2 separate regions of the Mus musculus genome follow, and region 1 is linked to region 2. The links are chromatin contacts, called in public promoter capture Hi-C maps. All regions are on one chromosome and are shown on one strand. The core of a region is the stretch at or near the end of the contact, and the rest is flanking DNA. Distances in the headings are between cores, read along the strand shown.

The links. Capture Hi-C pulls out chosen DNA fragments and counts their contacts.
Region 1: a contact with region 2 is called in a promoter capture Hi-C map of liver. The contact joins the promoter of Ccdc28b here to the promoter of Hdac1 in region 2. A contact is called at or near these places in 12 of 39 promoter capture datasets (embryonic stem cells, frontonasal cranial neural crest, hippocampal neurons and 7 more), 4 of 15 datasets of contacts at CTCF or cohesin (CD8 T cells, the NIH/3T3 cell line, large pre-B cells and 1 more), 59 of 484 Hi-C or Micro-C datasets (the AML12 cell line, B cells, the Ba/F3 cell line and 41 more), 30 of 115 datasets of contacts at active chromatin or transcription factors (the 230-238 cell line, CD4 T cells, CD8 T cells and 18 more) and 5 of 9 other capture datasets (adipose tissue, embryonic stem cells, liver and 2 more).

The regions. Positions count from the first base shown.
Region 1 is chr4:129,622,457-129,625,457 of GRCm38.p6, forward strand. Ccdc28b (coiled coil domain containing 28B) reads right to left here and starts at 1,452. Exons shown (of 6, transcript NM_025455.2): 1 at 1,358-1,452; 2 at 144-331. The coding sequence starts at 307. It overlaps Gm34305 (a long non-coding RNA gene), which reads left to right and starts at 330. Exons shown (of 4, transcript XR_376684.4): 1 at 330-746; 2 at 1,178-1,297; 3 at 1,433-3,001.
Region 2 is chr4:129,541,079-129,544,478 of GRCm38.p6, forward strand. Hdac1 (histone deacetylase 1) reads right to left here and starts at 1,568. Exons shown (of 14, transcript NM_008228.2): 1 at 1,503-1,568. The coding sequence starts at 1,551.

The sequences.
Region 1 (3,001 bases), core at 202-2,701, 81 kb after region 2:
CACGTCGGGTCTACATCCCCAGTGAATGGGTAAGGCATTGGCTGCTGTTCAGCAGCGATGTCGATGTCTGCAGGTCCTCCTTACACAGTGCTCGGCTCACACCTGGGAGTCTCCAGTCTGGCCAAGAGCCCCTCCCTACTCACCTCTTGAACTTGGCTCGCTGCTTGGGTGATGGCAAATGAGGGAGTCCCAGAGCCAAGGAGCCACTGTGGCTGGTGGGCACAGGGACTCTGCGCAGTGTGCCTGGGGCCTGTGCTGGTTGGGTCAGGCAGGGCTTAGGACTCCGTTTCTTCTTTTTGTCTTCCATTGGGTGGTGTGTTGGACCTCAGGTCTGGGAAGGAAGGGGGCAAAATCATCCCTTCACTCAGCACCCTCTTTCGTCTGAGAGGAAGGGTCTTCAGATGTATCTTTGTCCATCAGTCAGGAGCTCTGTCCTCTTGTCTGTACAGGGTCATATGCCAGCCTGCTGCTGGACTGTAGCTATGCATCTGAAGGACCTCCCAAGGCCAGCAAAGCCCTTTTCTTCCTGACAGCCCCATCTGCCTGCTGGAGAGGGCTGGCCCAGACCAGGGTCATCTTGCTGTTTTCCTGTCACTACAGCCCAGAGCCTGGGGCTGTAGAGGAAGATGCTCAGGAGACAGGGTGGATGTGACTAGGGGAGCAAGCTGAGGATCAGGAGGCCATTTGCTAGGCAACGGTCTGTATATGGCAGCGGATACTGACTAACTGCATGAGGTGCAACCAAGGTAAGGCAGGGACACCTGGAAATACCCTGGTGTCAATCATATGGACCAGGAATAGCCGGCTCATCACTGGCCTCTCTTCCACTTCACTTCAACTACACATGCCAGGGCTGCCCAGAAGTTCCCAGGACAGCTTCTAGTCTCTTCTTTTTCTAGTTAGAAAGTCTTTAGGGGCTAGACCTCCAACAATGTAACTCTGACTTGATTAGCTTAGCTTGACTCCCCTACAGCCCCATCACCTAGGTATCTGGTCTGCTGAGGTCCTCTCCAGGGGAGGTCTCAGCTCCCTCACTTTACTTCCGAGAGGGCGATGGTCAAATCGGAACATTAAGCGTTTAAGCTGGCATGGAACAGCTGGGTGGCATCAGTGGGGCTCGGGGGTGGGGTGGGGGGTGGTGGTGGTGGGAGACAGAACTCTTTTTCTCTCCATGTAGCAGCAGTGTGACCCAGTAAGAGACCTGATGGAAGCGGCAGCCAGAGCGACTGTGATCCGCCTGAGATGTGCCTAAGGAAAGATTCAGTTCTCAATTCGGGCTTCAAAAAACAAGCATCAGGTGCGGCACCCCGCCCCCATCCTCCTCACTCCCTTCTCGCCCCCTTGGGGTTCTACTGACCTGGAAGTTTGGGGTCTGGAGTGTGAAACAGTGCTTCTTTGCAATCTCCCTTCACCCTGCTTTCTCTCTCCTCAGGGGAACTGGAGCTGGAGGGAGCTAAGCTGGCTGGAGATGATTTGCATTTAAAGAGAAAGTAGCCCTCTTTGGATTCCCTGGGAGCGGAGCCGGAGGAGAGTACTTCCGTCGATTTAACAGTTCCCCTTCCCTACCTCCCACAAGAACTAAAGGAGCACTGTTAGTTACGGGATATGGATTTAAAATCATTTCCTTTTCTTGTCACGTTTGGAGGGGATCCCTTACAAAATGGTGGTGGCTTTGTTTGCAGCAGGGGTGGTAGGGAAATGATGGGGCTAAATGAATGTGTGGGCAGAGGCAATATATAAGTATACGGGAAAATGAGGGGCGGACACCAGAAGGAACAAAGACAATCAGTACCCAGCACCCTGTTAAGCCTTTTATGTACATTCAATCCTGAGACATAACTGTTATCCCGATTTTACGGAAAATAATCAATTGTCACTCATTCCTGGGCACGGTCGCTGTCCTGTGACATCCAGATACTCCTAGCCTGTAAGCGCTGAAGAACTGACAGGGCCTCTCCCCACCTCCGAACCAGAGCAAATAGGATCCCAAGCAGGCTGGCAGGAGGTGGGGCGTGAGAGCTCCGGAAGGAGGCTGGCCCAGAACTGTTGGCGGTTGTGCTGCTGGAGGAGGGAGGTCCCACCAATGAGGCTATTTGAAGATCTGGCAGAGGAGTCTGGTTCAGATCTCCAGAACAGCATCCGATGCCACAGGAGAGGGTGTCAGGCTGCCCAGCAGGCTCAAATTAAAGCGACCTAGGCAACAAAGCATCCATCTTCCCTTTTCCTTTAGCAACAACAGTAGGTTTCCCTGGCTGTGGGCACCCAGAGGTGTTGCTTCTGGGATCTTTTCCAGGTGCTGTTAACATGCAAACTGCTCTAGGAAGCAACTCTAATCCAAGACTTCTAAACAACCAAGAACCGGAGGGAGGGGAGCACGCTGGAAGGTCCCTTTCCTCTCAGAATTGCTGCTGGAGCAGGGTGCCAGCTTCGTTCATCAAAGTGACAGTGGGCCCAGGAGCACCCGGGGTTGCCACCTTCAGCTGCTTCCCTGAGGAGCCAGAAGCTTTTGCGGAGCCACTTGCGCTTGCAAGCTCCTGATGCGGAGGCAGGAAAGGAATCCTCTCCACCCCTACTGGAGGACTTTTAGAATCAATTTGTCTACCGCTTCTGGCTAGAAGGAATCAAGGGACAGCCCCTATAAAGCTGAGCAGTTCCATCTTTTCTGCCCAACCAACCCAGAGACCTGGTGCTGGCTGAGGCCACCTACAGTGTCCCTTAGAGGAAACCAGCTGAATTAGGGAACTACTAAGGCCGCGCGCATGCGCATTTCCCCAGGAGGGCGAGAGCACAGACCCAGTAGCTTCCTACCCCTTACTCAGCTGTGTGAACACCTTCCTTCAATAGGTCCTCAAGGCCCTCTGGGTCTGCTCTGAACTCCTAAGGAACACCTAAACACAAACCTCATCTCTCCCCTCACCCTCCTGGGCACCTGTCTCACTAGTCTGCTTCTGCCTTTGGGTTAAAGGCATGTTCTCCCACACTAGGTTCAACTGAGTATTGG
Region 2 (3,400 bases), core at 318-2,817:
CAGAGGCCAGCCTAGTTGGTCTACAAAGCAACTTCCAGGACAGCTAGGGCTGTTAGAGACAGACCCTGCCTTAAAAACAAAACAGAACAGAAACAAGAAGACACCAGGCTTGGTGGCTCCGTCACCCCACAGCACTGGGAAAGACTGAAACAGGAATGTGGCTAACAGTTGAAAGACAGCATAGTGAAAGAGCAATCAGGACCACTGAACCTTCTTAGTCCACTTCTTCAGAATTAAAACAGGCCAGGGTTGTGGCACATGCCTTTAATCCTAGCACTCGGGAGGGGGGTAGGATAAATCTCTTCCAGTAGGAAGCAAACCTGGTCTACAAAGTGAGTTCCAGGCTAGCCAGGGTTACACAGAGGCCATTTCCAAAAAAAAAAAAAAAGTATCAACATAGCTCTTCACCCTCTACAACTGGAGTTATAACACCCTTTTCTAATCCAGCTAAAATTACTATCTGAATTATTTTATACCGACAATTACCAAAAAATATCTGTCTTCTAAATTTCAGATCTAAACAGCCAACCGCCTACTGGCTGGCTGGCTAGATGTCCCCTGAACAACTCAACTGCTATTCCCAAAACACAAATGCTGGACCAAGTGGTGTAAGCCTGGAGTCAAGAGTAAGAAGAAGGGGCTTAATCCAAGACCAGCTGAGTTACACTGTGAGACCCTTTCTCAGATAAAGGTGCTGTCCCCTCCCCCTGCTGTTGGCTCCACTTGCCAGGGCCTGGCTTGTAACTCCAGTTCTTGGGTCCTAAGCACTGACACACAACCTGCTCCTCTCAGGTTGGGCTGAGGCTCCTGCTGTGTTCTCCTCCACCCCACATTCCCTTGTCCCAGCGCTAACACCGAAAGATACCTGTGACATTGTCTAGCTCCCCCTTCAGACGGGAACTCAACACAGGAAATGTGCCTCGATGAGCCCTCCAGCCCCAACAGAAACACAACCCAGGACAGAGTAAGATGCTCGCGCTGGCTCAATGAAAAGTCGTTTTAACAAGTTTCATGCACCTCTCTTCTTGCATCCCCGGGGAGCCCCATTTCCCAACTAGCAACTGCAGGCCCTACTCATAGACTTGGGGGATGGAGTGGGGGAGGGGATGAGTGGCCAGTCCTGCAGAACTCACCAAAAGAAAGAAAGAAAAAGAGAGAGAGTGAATGGGGACAGTGAAAAACCTTTGTATTCTCAGCAGGGGAAGATATCCAGGCAAACCGTCTCCATCATATTCCGATCCCCGCCGCCACTTAGGCTTCCCTCCAGGAATCCCACTCCAACTTCAGGTCGGATTCCCCGAGAATCTCCGCCACCGGGATTACCGCAGACTACCCCTTCCACGACCCCCACCTCATCTCCGGCCTCAGCCTCGACTTCCTCTCTCCAACCTCCTCCTTCAGCCTCGACTTTCCCTCAGCCTCCCCGGGGCTTCAGCCTCCTCCCAGCCTCCTCCCCCAGCCTTTCCCCAACGCCCGGCCCGCGCCGCCCACCCGCAGCTCACCGTCGTAGTAGTAACAGACTTTCCTCTTGGTGCCCTGAGTCTGCGCCATCTTGCTCGCCGCCCGGCCCTCCCGTCAGTCTGTCCGCCCGCCCGCCCGCGGCTCCTTACGGCGTCCGACCAGGGGGAGGGGCCGGCCTCGAAGCCCCGCCCACCCCCGGGATCACCTATAGCCGCACAGCCCGGGCCTCACTCTAACCAATCGGCATGCGCGGGGTCGGGCCCGGAACTCGGCGGGGGGCAAGGGCAGCTTAGAGAAGCCACCGCGGGCCCCCTGGGCCTGTACCAAAGTCCGGCGCGGAGGGGTGGGGGAGACCGGGGGCCGTACCATCGAGTCCCGGGAGAGGGAGTCGGCTCCGTAAACTCTGCAGCCCGCTTCACAGTTGGGAGCGTGTGCAAAGATCAGAGGCCAACTTTCTCGTTTTACCGAGAATACGCCGAGGCTTCCCGGGGAAAGATGCTTGCGCAAGGTCACGCAGCTAAAAGACTAGGTTTGGTCTGGATTAGAACTGGAGAGAGAAATGAATGGCAAGGAACAGAAAGAAAATATCCAGAGGCCTACTGTAGTGGGGCAAGACCTTTATGTGCTCATAAGTTCTGACGGACTTTTCTTTTTTAATGTCAAAGCTCGTTTTCAGTTGGGCGTGGTTGCTATGTCTTTGATCCCAGCACTCAGGAGGCAGAGTCAGGAAGATCTCTGTAATCTGAGGCCAACTTGCTCTCCGTAGTGAAAGCATGTCTCAAAAAATAACAAAACAATTTTACAGGTAAAGCTGAAGAGCTTATTCAGTGTTACAAATTAAATTCCGTCTCCAATTGTACATATTTTTTTTAAAAAAAGACAAAATCCAATATGCCCGAGCACTGTGACAAAGTAACAGAACTTGGTGTTTAGTTTTTAATTTACTGGAGGGAGTGTTGGAGGGAGTGTTCCTATGTAATGGCTCTGGGTGGGGGCGGGGCGATCCATCCAGAAAATTTGGGTCAGGCATGGTGGCAGCAACCATCTCACCTACCCAGAACTTAATTTTTCTAAACTGAAAGCCTAAGTTGTTGTTTGGGGGGGACGTGGGGGTGGGGGGGCGGGGTTGTTTCTTCGTTTGTTTTTGCTTTTTTGTTTGTTTGTTTGTTTTTCAAGATAGGGTTTCTCTGTATAGCCCTGGCTGTCCTGGAACTCACTTTGTAGACCAGGCTGGGCTCGAACTCAGACATCTGCCTGCCTCTGCCTCCGGAGTGCTGTGATTAAAGGCATGCCCCACCACACCTGCCTTTTTTTTTTTTAAAGATTTATTTATTTATTTATTTATTTATTAAGTACACTGTAGCTGCCTTCAGACACACACCAGACCAGAAGGGCGTCAGATCTCCTTATTTCAACTGAGTCTTCGACTCAGAAATCTGCCTGCCTCTATCCCCAGAGTGGGTGGCATATGTCTTTAATCCCAACACTTGAGAGGCAGAGGCAGGCTGATTTCTAAATTTGAGGCCAGCCTGGTCTACACAGTGAGTTCCAGGACAGACGTGGCTATACAGAGAAACCGTGTCTGGGGGGTGGGGGGGGAACCAACAACAACAACAAAAAAAAAGACCTTCACCACTCCCCCACCCTCAAGCCATGCCAGCAAAATTTCTTAACCTTGAATTACTTACACTCTTTGTTGTAGGGGCTGTCTTCGGGCCTTTTAGATGTTAATTGACTGCTTGGCCTTCTTCTATACCAGTAGCAACACCCCACACACGCCCTTACTGTGACACCCAAAATTGTCCTTACACATTGACAAATGTCTGGGAGTGTCTAAATGGCAGAAAACCACCATCTCCCATGCTCCTACAAAACCTGAATCCGTCAATCTTCAAGTAGCCATTATTGATCCACCAAAAGGCTCTGTGCTGAGTTTTTT